Regions from separate parts of the Mus musculus genome. Here region 2 is linked to region 1. Evidence: chromatin contacts called from public promoter capture Hi-C data. All regions are on one chromosome and are shown on one strand. Each heading gives the region's core, a stretch centred on a gene start, on an enhancer-like site or on the middle of the called end of the contact. The rest is flanking DNA. Distances are from core to core; before and after follow the strand shown.

What was found. Promoter capture Hi-C pulls out the DNA fragments that hold promoters and counts their contacts.
Region 2: a promoter capture Hi-C map of liver shows a contact between it and region 1, with 3 times the contacts expected there. The contact joins the promoter of Usf3 here to the promoter of Gtpbp8 in region 1. A contact is called at or near these places in 6 of 39 promoter capture datasets (the 3T3-L1 cell line, cranial neural crest, erythroid cells and 2 more) and 1 of 115 datasets of contacts at active chromatin or transcription factors (epiblast stem cells).

What each region holds. Positions count from the first base shown.
Region 1 is chr16:44,742,998-44,749,830 of GRCm38.p6, forward strand. Gtpbp8 (GTP-binding protein 8 (putative)) reads right to left here and starts at 3,366. Exons shown (of 6, transcript NM_025332.3): 1 at 3,002-3,366; 2 at 2,398-2,496; 3 at 741-871. The coding sequence starts at 3,340.
Region 2 is chr16:44,169,649-44,176,238 of GRCm38.p6, forward strand. Usf3 (upstream transcription factor family member 3) reads left to right here and starts at 3,749. Exons shown (of 8, transcript NM_001029889.2): 1 at 3,749-3,862.

The sequences.
Region 1 (6,833 bases), core at 2,116-4,615:
GAAGAGCAGTCAGCACTCTTATCTGCTGAGCCATCTTTCTGGCCCAAATTATTATAATTTTTAATATTAGTTTAATTTTGCATCATTTATATGTAAAGCTGTAAATAAAATGTTTATATAGACACACATATTTTTATATATTACATATATAGTTTTTCAAATTAGTGATGCTGAGTTCAAATCCAGAGCTTTTTAACAAGTTAGGCAAGTACTCTATTACTGAGCTATATCCCTAGTCCTTTTTTTATGATTACTTTTTTACACTTCAGAAGCCTAACATTATTTTCCTCTAGGTTGTGTGTTTTTGAAACATGTTATTGCTTGATTATGTATGGAGACCAAAGAATATATATAACATTTTTCAGAGTCTGTGATGATTGAATGGACAGAGTTTACTGAATTTTATTTAAATCAATTAGCTAACAATTTTCATTTTCCAAATTAGCCAGCTAAGAGCTTGTTTTTTTTTTAAAAAAAAAAATGGATGAACTAGCTGTGGAATACTATTTATAGTTTCAGCTTGATAAAATAAATGAAGTTAAGACTCCGTTGAGCTAGGCAGAAGCTAAAAAGGCAGTGTATACCCTGGTTCTCAATATTCTAGAGTTATACAAGGATGAAGCGCACCTACAAGTAAGGCGTTTAGTATCTGCAGTGTCTGTCATGTTAGAATCACCTTGACCTTTTAAGGTGCTTTGGGGTCAAATGTCTAACAATGGTAAGAAAAAGAATGTCCTTACTTATTTCGTTCCTTTAGGTAAGTCTCTACCATGTCAACGAAGTCTTCGGGTGCTCTATAGCCATACCCTGGCATGTCCACCAATGTAAAATGTTTTCCAACTTTGAAAAAATTCATTTTCTTTGTGTGCCCCTGATAGAGTAAATGGAAAAAAAAAGCTGGCTTAAAATATATCCTTTATTTCATGCCTAGAAATGTTCATGAACCTAAGTATTCAATCAACAAATACTTATTAAAAGTTGAAGTATATATTCTGAACTACTGTAAATACAAGGGGGAAAAAAGGTGGAGAGAAGTAGCCACCAATGATTAAATCATAATTAAATCTTTTCAATTTTTCAAAAAATATGCTTAGCTTAAAAACTTTACATTTCATATTAGAAATACACAGACAAAATATTTTAGGATCTTTCCTATTTTGCTGTCTGTGAAAACCACCCAGATTAAGGCTGTGTTTGCCATCAGCCAATTCTCTGATGAGCAATGTATACAGAGGAATAACTTAAAAGTGCTGATCAAACATTTATTCTATCACAAAGATTCTTATAACACCCAGATCCGAAGTCTGACATTCATCCTCTGCAGACTAGTGTTTCTGTAAACCAAGATGTTTTTGCATGTGCAGTTTAGTGTCCTCATAAATAATTTTTAAAGAATGTACAACCCCACAATTACAACAGTGAAGTTAAAATTGATGCAAAGATAACACAATGTGGCTACTTGCGCTTTTGCATTCATGAAACACGTAGGAATCAGAAAAGGAAAGACAAACTAGAGTCAATTGTTTGGTATAAAATATCAAAGGAGAGGGCTTTTCGTAAGCGATGATTAAGTTCTTGGTTAGCGTCTTTGTCTGTTAGAAAGTGTTTTTAGAGTTGTGTATTTGAGAATGAAAAGAATACACCTTCTCTATCATTCTCTTATACAAGAGTGGGATTCGTTCTGTCTAGAATTCACCGTTTAGCTGGCTTCTGTGGTGAGGAGGAAGAGTGGTGAAGGATGGAATCCCTGTGATGAAACCAGAGACGCTACTCCATGAAGTGGGAAGGAGAAAGCTAGCTTCATGAAAGGGCTTAAACTTTCGCGGGTGAAACAGTGAGGGTCACAGCTGGTGGAAGTGTTTTGTCAGATGGACACTAAGGTAAGTGGGGCCAGCGGTGAGATTTCGGAAAAGGTTCTTTTAGGTACCAGTTGGCTGCATCAATGAAAAGGAAGGAGAAGAAGGAGAGGATAGCAGAAGGGCAGAAGATCAGAGCTATCTGTGAAGAAAGGCACAGAGTGGCCTTGGGTAAAAGAATACACACATCTGGAATATACACAAGAATATAGAGGACAAAGCAACTTAAACCCTTTTTTCCCTACAACCAATGTAGAACTAGACATTCATTATTATAGAAGAAAACAGCAATAAAATACTTAACTTTGTCAACTAAGGAAAAATTTAGAACAACAATGCTTTCCTTTAGATATTGGCAAGACTACTAAAATCAATTCAGCTATACTTTTGTTTTTCTCAGAGAATATACAGACATTAATGATGTCTTACCTTATTACATATTTTTTAAAAAAATTCTTCTCTAGGAACTTAGCAATTATGATCTCTTGCATCTGCCAATACTTAGGTCTCATTTTATAAATTCAAGAGATACCCAGCATACCGGTTTTTTTGAGATCCTGACTTCTACATCAGGGGCCAGGGAAAATAAGGCCTTTATCAAAGAGGATTTTCCAACATTGCTTCGGCCTATGAAACACACCTAGTATGAGAGAGAGGTAGGGAGAATGGAGTACTTAGTATTCTCAGGGCTGAACAGTGGCTTATTTATTACATGTTGTACTTTCGGGGTTGGAGACGTGGCTCAATGGTTAGGTGCGCTTGCTGCCAGAGGATTGTAGTTCAAGTCCCAGCCAGCACGTATGGCTGCTCCCAACTGCCTGAAACTCCCGTTCCAGCGAGCACTGATGTCTTTTTCTGGGTTCTGAAGGCAACAGGCATGTGGTACACAGACATACATGCAGGCAAACCCACATAAACTAAAATGAAAATATAAAAGCACGGGCGGCTCTTCCGGAACACCGGAGTTGGATTCCCAGCACCCACACTGCGGCTCACTGCGGTCCTCCACGGGCACCGCACACGAGTGGCGCATCCACACGGAGTGTTTTCTTTTGCTGTTACGAGCTCTCTCGCTGGGTGACAGGAAATGAGCACAGGCCGACTCAGGCTCTCGCACCTACAGTAGACCCGGCGGTCAACCTCACCTCCGGCTGCTGCAAACTCGGGGCGTGGTCGAGGCGGACGGCGGAGCTGAGGTACTCGATGCGGTTCCGGGCGGTGGCCTCAAAGATGCTCTCCGCCCGCCCGATGTCCTCCAGGCTCGGGTCGAAGAGTCTCTGTTCGATAAGGCCAGGCCCCGAGTCCGCGGCGAGGTGCTGCCCCAGTTCCCGCAGCGGGTACACTACCTTCGTTAGCTGTTTCTGTGGCAGCCTTAGCACTTCTGCGAAGGCAGGGGACGTGCTGTAAACCCGGGTCCAAGGCCCCAGTGCTGGCGCTTTCTCAAGGAGCCTTCCCATTCTATGACTCAACCTAGCCGCTGCCATTTTCCTCTCCCAGAATCCTCGCGACTGGATTTTATTAGTAGGGTCTGGACAGCGCCAGACAGAAAGCTCGCTGCCGCAGCGCCTGCTGGGAATTGTAGTTTTCTAGGGTCTCCTCACCTGCTCAAGCTTCTCACCACCTCCGGGCAGAAAGGGGGAAACCCCACTGACTTTCTTTAACACCTTGGCTTTACCAACTATGTATCAGATTGGCGTGTTCTGGTCTTCAGCGGTTTCCAGATGCGAAAAACTTACCTTGTCCTGTGATCTTTGAGTCTCAAGGGAAGGAACCATAGGGACAAACTAGTGGATTCCAAGCCCGCTTTGCCTTCTGTTTCCGGTCGTTTTATCGTCGATTGACATTTATCATAAGTTCACGTCACCGAGAAAAACACGTTTGCAAAATTAAATAAGCTGGTGAGAAATGTGGTTGGAATTGCAACTCGTTTTCAGAGAAGGGACGGTATCTCTCTGACAGGCAGAGCGTTGGAGCAGCAGTTGAGAACTGACAAAGATCCATAAACCAGAAACAGAACTGGGAACAACTGGAGTCCTTTGAAGCCCCCAAATACACACCCCCTTCCTCCAATACAGTCATACCTTCTAATCCTACAAGGCCCCACTTTCCAACCCTTTCCAAACAGTTCCCTAAACTCGGGAGCAACTATTCAAATGGCTCATGGGAGCCATTCTCATTTAAACCACCACAAGCATTTAATCATTCCGTGCCCTGTCACTCCATTATTTTCTTTTTAAAGCATCTGCATATAGCAGGCACATAAACTTTAGAGTCAACATATGCTGTGTTTTCCATGGACACTTGTAATCAAACTCTTCCCTAGTCTCTACTGTAGGCAGAAGATCAAAGAGCCAGAGCCAGGTTGACTCCATGACAGGCTGTAAACTGGCAGTTTGGGAGTCTAGGCCTATTTCTGTTTCCCAGAAATGAGGACCCAGATTCAGGAGCCCATGGCCATCCAACCACAGCTGCAGACAGCCAATCCAAGGGTGCCTTACCACCTTGGAAAGTCCCCAGAGCCCTAACAAATCACAAAGGACTCATATCCCTGGAGATAGAGCCAACTAATCAAGAAAAAACAAAAGATAAAAGACACCCACTGCCACCCTAACAGGCTTTAAACTGACCCTGCAGAGCACACACTGGTGTCTCCATTCTTAAATGGAGCGACCTTTGCATGCCGAATTCTGCTGAAAGACGCTCTTTGCTGTTGCATATTATTTGAGTCTGGGGTCTCATTCTCTGGGGGTTCTCAGACCCTAACATTAGCATCGTGTTCCCAGTCCTCCTTGTCTCTCACCTAGATTATTGGCATAGCTTCCAAAATCTAGCTGTGTATCATTGCTTGTTTCTCCTTCAGGTATATTCCCAATGTAATGGCAAACATGATCCTGTTAAAATGCAAGTGAAAATCCCCAACATCTTCTAGTCTCAAATGTAACGTAGCCCACTGATGTAAGAAGCAAATATGCCCCTGTGTTGCTGCATATGCCTGTCTGGAATGCTTCACTTCCAGATATTATTACACGCCTTGTTTCTTTCCTAGTTGGGCTGTTTGTGATCATCCTTCAGAAGAAGTGGCTTTGATTTTGAGAACTGAAGCAGTTCATCACAGAGTTAACACATAAAAAAATTTAGTATGATGTAGACAGGTATTACACACTTTGTATATAATCCTTATAGGCACTTGTTTGTTTGTTTGAGTTGGTTTGCTTTTGAGACAGAGTCTATTACATAGGTCAGACTGGCCTCAAATTCGTGATCATTCTGTCTGAGCCTTCAGAGTGATGTACTACCACACCCAGATTTAGAGCTAAGATTTTTCACTAAAATTCAAGTGACTGAAGTGCTGTGACTATATTCTGCCAGGCTTAGCTGATAAGAACAGGAAGAAGGTTGGTAGATCAGTGAAGAGATTTTGCCATTCTTACAGATCATCACAGTTATTTTTCCATTGTTGTCTGTCTCTGAAACGAATGACTGATTCCAAATGACCCTGAACGATGTAAATCCAGTAGGTATCAAGTTTAGGGATTCCATCTGATCCAAGAAGAAGGTAAGCATTGTAAGGCCGAGGCAGGTAGACAGAATCATGGATATCAGAGAGTCAGCAAGTTCAGAACTCACAGAGATCAAGTGTTTTTGGTTTTTGTTAAGTATAGAATAGAGTTTATTCAGGGCATGGGAAATGGGGAGGGGAGTTGAGAGGGTAGTAGGGACCGAGAAAGGCAGAGAGAGAGAGAGAGAGAGAGAGAGAGAGAGAGAGAGAGAGACAGAGAGAGAGACAGAGAGAGAGACAGAGAGAGAGACAGAGAGACACACAGAGAGACACACAGAGACAGACAGAGACAGACAAAGACAGACAGAGACAGAGAGACAGAGATGGAGAGAGTCAGAGAGTCAGAGAGTCAGAGAGACAGAGAGAGAAAGTAAAAAAGTAGTGGCTGGCCATGAGTATGTGGAGAGAGGGGAGAAGGGTGAGAGGACAGAGCGGGAGTAAGAAGGCAAGAACAAGAGAGCACAGAGAGCAGCTCTTATCTAGTTTAGACACACCATACTTTGAATGGCTAGGTAGAAGTGAGATTAGAGACATTGGGAAAACTAGCTTTTGGATATTGGGAAAGGTAATAGACTAGTTAGTATTCACTGTTTGATTTTACATAAGATCCTTTCTTGCCTTCACTTTCCCCTTCTTTACAACAATAATTACAATGTACTTGTGACAACACTAAGCATAGCACTGGAGTCTGGAATGGAAGTATTTGGGAGGCAGAGTGAGGAGGACCAGAGCTTAAAGGCATTTTTAGCTACCTACAAAATTTGAGGCCAGCCTGGACTATATAGAGCCGGTCTGAAAAAAATTATTGAATATTTTCTAGAAAAGGAGTTGATTTGAGTACCAAGTATCACTTATGAAAAAGGCCTGATCATATCAAAATGAAGATGGCTTGCATTGGGAAGGTAATAGTAGGGTTGAAGAGGGTATTATATGGGGAGTGACATGGAAAAACTTCCATACATAAATTGCCTGAATTGTAATAGCAACTGTCAGGATAAATTATTTAAGTTTAAATTTTATTTTTATCTTTGTGTGTGCGTGTGCATGTGCGTGTGTGTGTGTGTGTGTGTGTGTGTGTGTGTGTGTGTGCCTTGTATGTATCGATTTCAGCAGAGATCAGAAGAGAGTGTTGGGTCTCTTGGAACTGGAGTTACAGGAAGTTGTGAATGTCCCAACGTGGGTGCTAGAAGCCGAATCCAGGTCCTTTGGATGATCAGCAAATGTCTTTAACCACTGGGCTATCTCTCCAGGGCAATTAACAGTTTTCTTTAATTATATTTAAAAAAAACTTTGTGCCACTTTCCTATTAAACAATTATATAAGCTATTATTCACATTGACCCAGGTTTGTGACTCCAATGCATGCAACATGTTACATCACTTTCTACCTAACTTATTCTATGGGTACAGGTTATTGTA
Region 2 (6,590 bases), core at 2,499-4,998, 570 kb before region 1:
AACATCTGCAATCCCAGCACACTAGGGAGGTTGAAGTAGGAAGGTCACTAGTTTAATGTCTTAGTGACCTAAGTATGTAGTGAGACGGAACAGTTCATTGTTGGTGATGACGTGGGCTTATCTGGACCTCTAATTGGCTGTTAAGAACCCAAAATAAAAATTACAAGCTCTGGGAAAAGTGAGATATTTTTTCTGGAATCATGGAAATAAACACTTGAACCAATCCTATTCATAAAGCCAAAGACAGGCTTCTAAAATAAGATGGAAGGCCTAACTATGAAGGTTACAGAAGCAAGTTTGTTGAGTGTGTGTGGTTGCAGGCAAAGGTCTGAAGTAGAAACCTATCTGTGCAACTCAGTGTAGCAGTTGAACTCTGATTACACATGATCACAGGTCAAGACTCAGTGATCCTGGTAGCAGAGAATGTGGGCCGTGGAAGACGGCTGGCACTGGAAAGAGACGCATTTGTTTAAATGATTGCCCTTCTGAGCAAGGAGGGAGTAGGTGGAGCTGAGCCTGGAGCTGCTTCTACTCGGAGCTGCTGCTGACATTCAGTCTTCAACCCATGTCAGAAGGTTCCTTTCAGGAAATGGATCTGAGGGTGCAAATAAACATGCAAATCTTTCTGTGCCCTCCAGGAGCCTCAAGTAAGTGGGTGAAAATCAGACTCTGAGGGGTCTGACCTGTAGAATGACTAGTTTCAGGCAGATACTGTAGGTTATTACCAATACAGACACTAAGAAGCACACAGCAGCTATACGTAGGTATCATCTCAATCTACTAAGTGATGTTGAATAAAGCTGGGAAAAGACTCAGAGTTGAGTTGTCTTGTTGTTTTTTTGAGACAGGGTTTCTCTGTGTAGCCCTGGCTGTCCTGGAACTCACTCTGTAGACCAGGCTGGCCTCGCACTCAGAAATCTGCCTGCCTCTGCCTCCCAAATGCTGGGATTACAGGCATGCACCACCACTGCCCGGCTCCTTAGTTGAGATTTGAACTTTGTTTTCTCATGTTTCATTTATTTCTATGTGTGTGTGTGTGTTTGTGCTCATGCACAGCGCACATATGGAGGCGAGCGGTCTTCTTGGAGTTCCCTCTCTGCTTCTACCATGTAGGCTCTGGAGTTTAAAGCCAGGTCACCAGGCTTGTTGGCAGATAGCACCTTTACTCTGAGCCACCATGCTGTCTCACTAGCTTGAGATCTGGACTTCAATCAGGAAATGAGGATTAAAACTAAAATTTAGCTGGGCAGTGGTGACGCATGCCTTTAATCCCAGCACTTGGGAGGCAGAGGCAGGCGAATTTCTGAGTTTGAGGCCAGCCTGGTCTACAGAGTGAGTTCCAGGACAGCCAGGGCTACACAGAGAAACTCTATCTCAGAAAAAAAAGAAAAGAGTAAAAGTTAATATTCTGAGCTTTCTCAAGAAATACTTGAGTTTTTGTTTTGTTTGTTTGATTGTTTGAATAATTATTTGTTTTCAAGACACGGTTCCTTTGTGTACCCCTAGCTGTCCTGGAACTCATGTAGTAGACCAGGCTAGAGTGGAACTCACAGAGATCTGCTTGCCTTTGTCTCCTGAGTGCTGGGATTAAAGGCCTACCACCTGGCTTTTTTTCTATTTTGAAATCATGTCAAAAATATTAATAATGATTCAAAACCCTTTAAATTCTGTTTTCTAAATTGTCAAAACTTTGTTTTGCATCTGGATTTGGTGTGCACACTATGAATTCCATCACTCATACTCAGGATGCAGAGGCAGCTGGATCTCTATGAGTTCAAAGCCAGCCTAGTCTACACACTGAGATTCTGTCTCAAACAACAAAATTCCAATATATATATATATAGGGGTTTTTTTTGTTTTGTTTTTTTGTTTTTTGTTTTTTTTGAGACAGGGTTTCTCTGTGCGGTCCTGGCTGTCCTGGAACTCACTCTGTAGACCAGGCTGGCCTAGAACTCAGAAATCTGCCTGCCTCTGCCTCCAAGTGCTGGGATTACAGGCATGTGCCACCACTGCCTGGCCAAATTTTTTTTTTATTTTAAATTAGAATTAATTTATTATAGTTCAGGAAGTTACGTGTAGCCCGGATTTGATATGTGTTACCCATAAAACCTTATATTTATACTGACATCGAAATGATTTCGTGTAGCTGGACATATATTAACATTATAGATTCATGGATGTATTATTAGTATTACTATTACAGATCTGATCCTAAGGTCTCTGCTGCTAGGGACTAGGGAATGACAAACGTATTCAAAAGTTAATTAAAACTCACTAGCAAGCTGGGCGGTGGGTGGTGGTGCAAGCCTTTAATCCCAGCACTTGGGAAGCAGAGGCAGGCGGATTTCTGAGTTCAAGGCCAGCCTGGTCTACAAAGTGAGTTCCAGGACAGCCAGGGCTACACAGAGAACCCTGTCTCGAAAAACAGCAACAACAACAAAAAAACTCACTGGCCTGGCCCAGATGGGACAAGGAAGTGAAAAAGAAATCAAACTGCCTATTAGCACCAAATTTGAAGTAACAGTAAGGGCCTATTTTATCACAGATTTTCAAAGTGCGGAGGAAACATAAAACGGGGTTACTGTTAACCTTTTTCTCAATGCAAGGTCTGTTTCTACTGTACATAGGTTCAAGTAGTATTTCTATTATGCCCTGCGTTCCAGTCCAATTGGCTATATCTGGTTGTGAAAAGCTCATAAATCTTTCACCACCACTAGGTGGAGAATCAGACACCTGTCTCGGGGAGGCGGGCTTGTGAAATGAAACAAAACTAGAAAAAGATAGCTGGATAGTTCAAGAGCTCCAAAGGCACTTTAGAGGACGCTGAGGTCTCCGGTCCTAAATAAGGGTGTCTAGTAGCCTAAATTTAAGGTTCCAATCCCATCCCCCAAAGCCACGCACTCACTTCCTTAGCAGGGGACTGCAGAACCTTTCTGAAAACGGGCTTCGTGCAAATAAAGGACGTCAAGAGTCCACCGTATACGAATTCCTGCAGTCTCCAATATCCAAAGATAGTGCACTGAGGGAAGTCACATAGGACTGGATTTTCCACCTTCATTTACCACCTTCTAACCCTCCAGGCTAAAGGTACTTGTCTATCTTTTGCCACTCTCCTCCTCTTCAGTTTTTTTCATTTCTACGCTTGCATTGAAAGCTGCCATAAGCATAATACAGAACAGGGTGCGAGGAAGTTTCTTAAAAACCTCTTTTTTTTTTTTTTTTTCCTAGCTTCTCAAAGCGTCCCCTTTAAGGAACCAGGCCCACCTCTTTCTCATCCACCTACTGGCTTTCCTTTCTGCCTGTCACTCTACCTTTAAGAATATTTCCTGTTCTTTCAACCCAACTTGCACACCTCCGCCCCCCGGCCTTGGTCATTGGGCCGCCCGAGGCCTGTTCCCTCCTAGCTTTTCCCTCCTTCTCCTCCCGCCCTCCAGCCTAGCGCAGCGGAATCCCGGCTTCTGACTGGCCACGGTGGCAGCCTCCCCAGCACCGGATTGGCCGGCCGGTTGGTCGGGGCGGGAGCGAGGCGCATCCAGGCTAGGCTGTGCGCGTGCCGAGCGGCGGCCGCGGGAGGGGCGGGAGGGGCGGGGGGAGGGGGGCTGGGAAAGTTGAGGCCGTGCTGCCGCCGGGTCTCCGGCCTCGAGGGCTCGGGCTCGCTGCGGCGGCGGTGGCCGCGAGGAGAGGCGGCGGGGGCGGGGGGAGAGGAGGGCCCGGGCCCGCGCTCCCCCAGCCCCGCAGAAGCAGGGGGCGGCCGCGGACCCAGAGGCTCGCCTAGACGGCCAGACACCGCTGCCTTCCGCTCCTGGGACCATGACCCAGGCGGGGGTCGCCGCCGCCGTGGCCCGGAGCGCGTCACCGGCGGGTGAGTGGCCGCGGGAGGGGGCGCTGACAGCCGGGACCGCGGCTGCGGGGGCGGCTCCGGGGGGCGGCCCCGGGCTCAGCTCCACCCACCCCCTCCTAGCCGCGGGAGGTGAGGGCTAGGCTGAGTGCCCCTCGTTCCTGGGGTCCCCAGAACTCCCCACCTATCCCGGGGCGATCGCTCTCTTCACTCCGGCATGCTCGCACCCTGGGTGCCAGGCCTGAGGGAGCTCGCCCTGCTCCCGGTGCGCGCCGGCGGACAGAGGCCCCATGCTGTCCTGGGTGCATAAAGAGCTGGGCAGCCAGGTCCCCACCGGGTGGCCTTTGCTAGCCTCCTTCACCTTTTGCCATCCCTTCCATCTCTTTACTTGTCTTCTGACTTTCCTTCTGATCCACTCGTCAAACTCGCTGCTTGCTTTTGTAACTTTCACCTCTGTGTCGGAGAGTTAGGCTGACGTTTTCTTTTTAGAAGCCCATCTTTTTGCTTCTGAATAGCACTGGTCCATGCGAATGGCATTCTTGTCCGATTTCAAATTTCCTGAACAAGCATGAGGTTTCTGGACGCTTGGCTGAGGTTGGGCATTTTGGGGATAGAGTTCTCTTCTCTCTGTGGGGTCTTTTTTGCTTTTATTGACCTCATCTGTAGATAAGAGACCACAAAAAACTAACTGCCAAAACCAACTAATGTTCAGATAACATTTTACCACTAAGTTGAGTGAATTAACAAACATGATAGGTCTGGCCGACTTTATGGGTAACAGTGGCAGAGTCTTAAAGGAAACTTTGATGAGTAAGTGGACCCTGCAGTAGCTTTTCCCCATGGCCAGTCAGATCTGCTCTTTGCAGGGCCGACAGTTTCCTCGGTGACCTTTTCCTTTCCCTCAGAACACTTGACTTGCTGTATGGATACTATGTTTCCATTTGCTTGGGAAATACACAACGTATTTGTTGCAAACTGAGGAAGATTCATTGAGAAGCCAAGAGTTGTGAATGAAAGCTGTATCAAGAAGCATGCCAAAGGCCAACAGCCACTTGTGACCCAGAATGAACATAAAAGTGGTCCAACCCAAAATTGAAAACATATCCAATCCCTTGAGGGTTTCTTTTTTTCCTTTCTTAATTTCATTGTATGGTTCCAGAGAGTGAACCTTGTAAAGACAAGTTTGTGTCACAATGTCAAAAGGTTGGGCAGTAGTCTAAACATTATGACTTTTGTATAGATTAGCTTTAGTAGTTTGGTGATTGTAGTAGTCTGTGCATTGATGAAATGTAGAACTCTTTTGATACAAAAGCATTTCCATTCAGTGTGGTAAGGGCCACCTAGAATAGTTATTTTCTACCCTAGTCGTCTATAGAACATCACAGAAGTTTTTTTAAAAAAGATTTTACAGTGAGCTAGTTTTGTATGAAACACACACATGTGCGCGCGCACACACACTTGCACATGCACATGCACGCACTGTTTAACTCCAGCTAGAAGAGAAGCTTCCACAGATAGCAAGCTTGGAACCCCTGGCAGTAAAGCCAGGTCTTAATGTTATCTCACGCTGTTCCTTCCTGTGGTCAAGCCCAATGGTTTCTTAACTGGATTGTTTGTTACAGTCACCTTCCCAGACTTTACCTTTGATCTGGAGGGAGGCAGGCTGTGGTATACCTCTTAAAACTCTCCAGGCTATTCTGCTCAGCAGCCAGGGCTGAAAATTACCTTAAGCTTGGTACAATGTCCAGGCTGTTCTGCTTGTATTCCAGGGTTTTCCTTGGCAAGCCTTAAGTTGTGTATTCAACTTTTGCCCCACAACCTTCCATGTGAACCTTTGGACCCCACTCAGATAATGCAATTTAGATCCCTGCTGTTGCTAACTTGGGTGTTTCTCCTCTATATCAAGTAATTGTAGTGACAGATCCCTTAAATATGAAATCTTTGGTATGTAAGTGCACATATACCGTGAGTGTGTGTGTGTGTGTGTGTGTGTGTGATAAAGGATCTCTCGTTGCTCCTAGGCTGACTTTGAATTTGTAGCGATCCTCAGGCTTTTATCTCCCAAGTGCTGGAATTACAGATGTGTGCCCTCATACCTCACACCAAGAATAGTTTTAGATTTTAAAAATTACATTATTGAGAGGGGGGGTGGGTCTGCATTTGCAGTATATAGATGCGGGGTCAGAGGACAACTTGAGAGACAGTTTTCTGCTGTGTGGGATTGGACTCAACTTGGCAGGCTTGGCAGCAAGTACTTGGTGAGCCATCTTACCAAGCCAACAACAAATTTTGTTTTGTTTTGTTTTGTTTTGTTTTTCGAGACAGAGTTTCTCTGTGTATCTTTGGCTGCCCTGGAATTCCATGGGTAGACCAGGCTAGCCTTGATCTCAAAGATCCATCTGCCTCTGCCTTCCAAGTGCTGGGATTAAAGGTGTGTGCCACCACCACCCAGATGAGTCTATTTTTGTTGGTGGTTCTTATATAGTTTCAAGTTTGATTTTTTTTATTAGATATTGTCTTCATTTACATTTCAAATGCTATCCCAAATGTCTCCTATACCCCCTCCCCTGCCCTGCTCCCCTACCCACTTACTACCACTTCCTGGCCCTGGCGTTCCCCTGTACTGAGGCATATAAAGTTTGCTAGACCAAGGGGCCTCTCTTCCCAATGATGGCCAACTAGGGCACCTTCTGCTACATATGTAGCTAGAGACACGAGTTCTGGGGGTACTGGTTAGTTCATATTGTTGTTT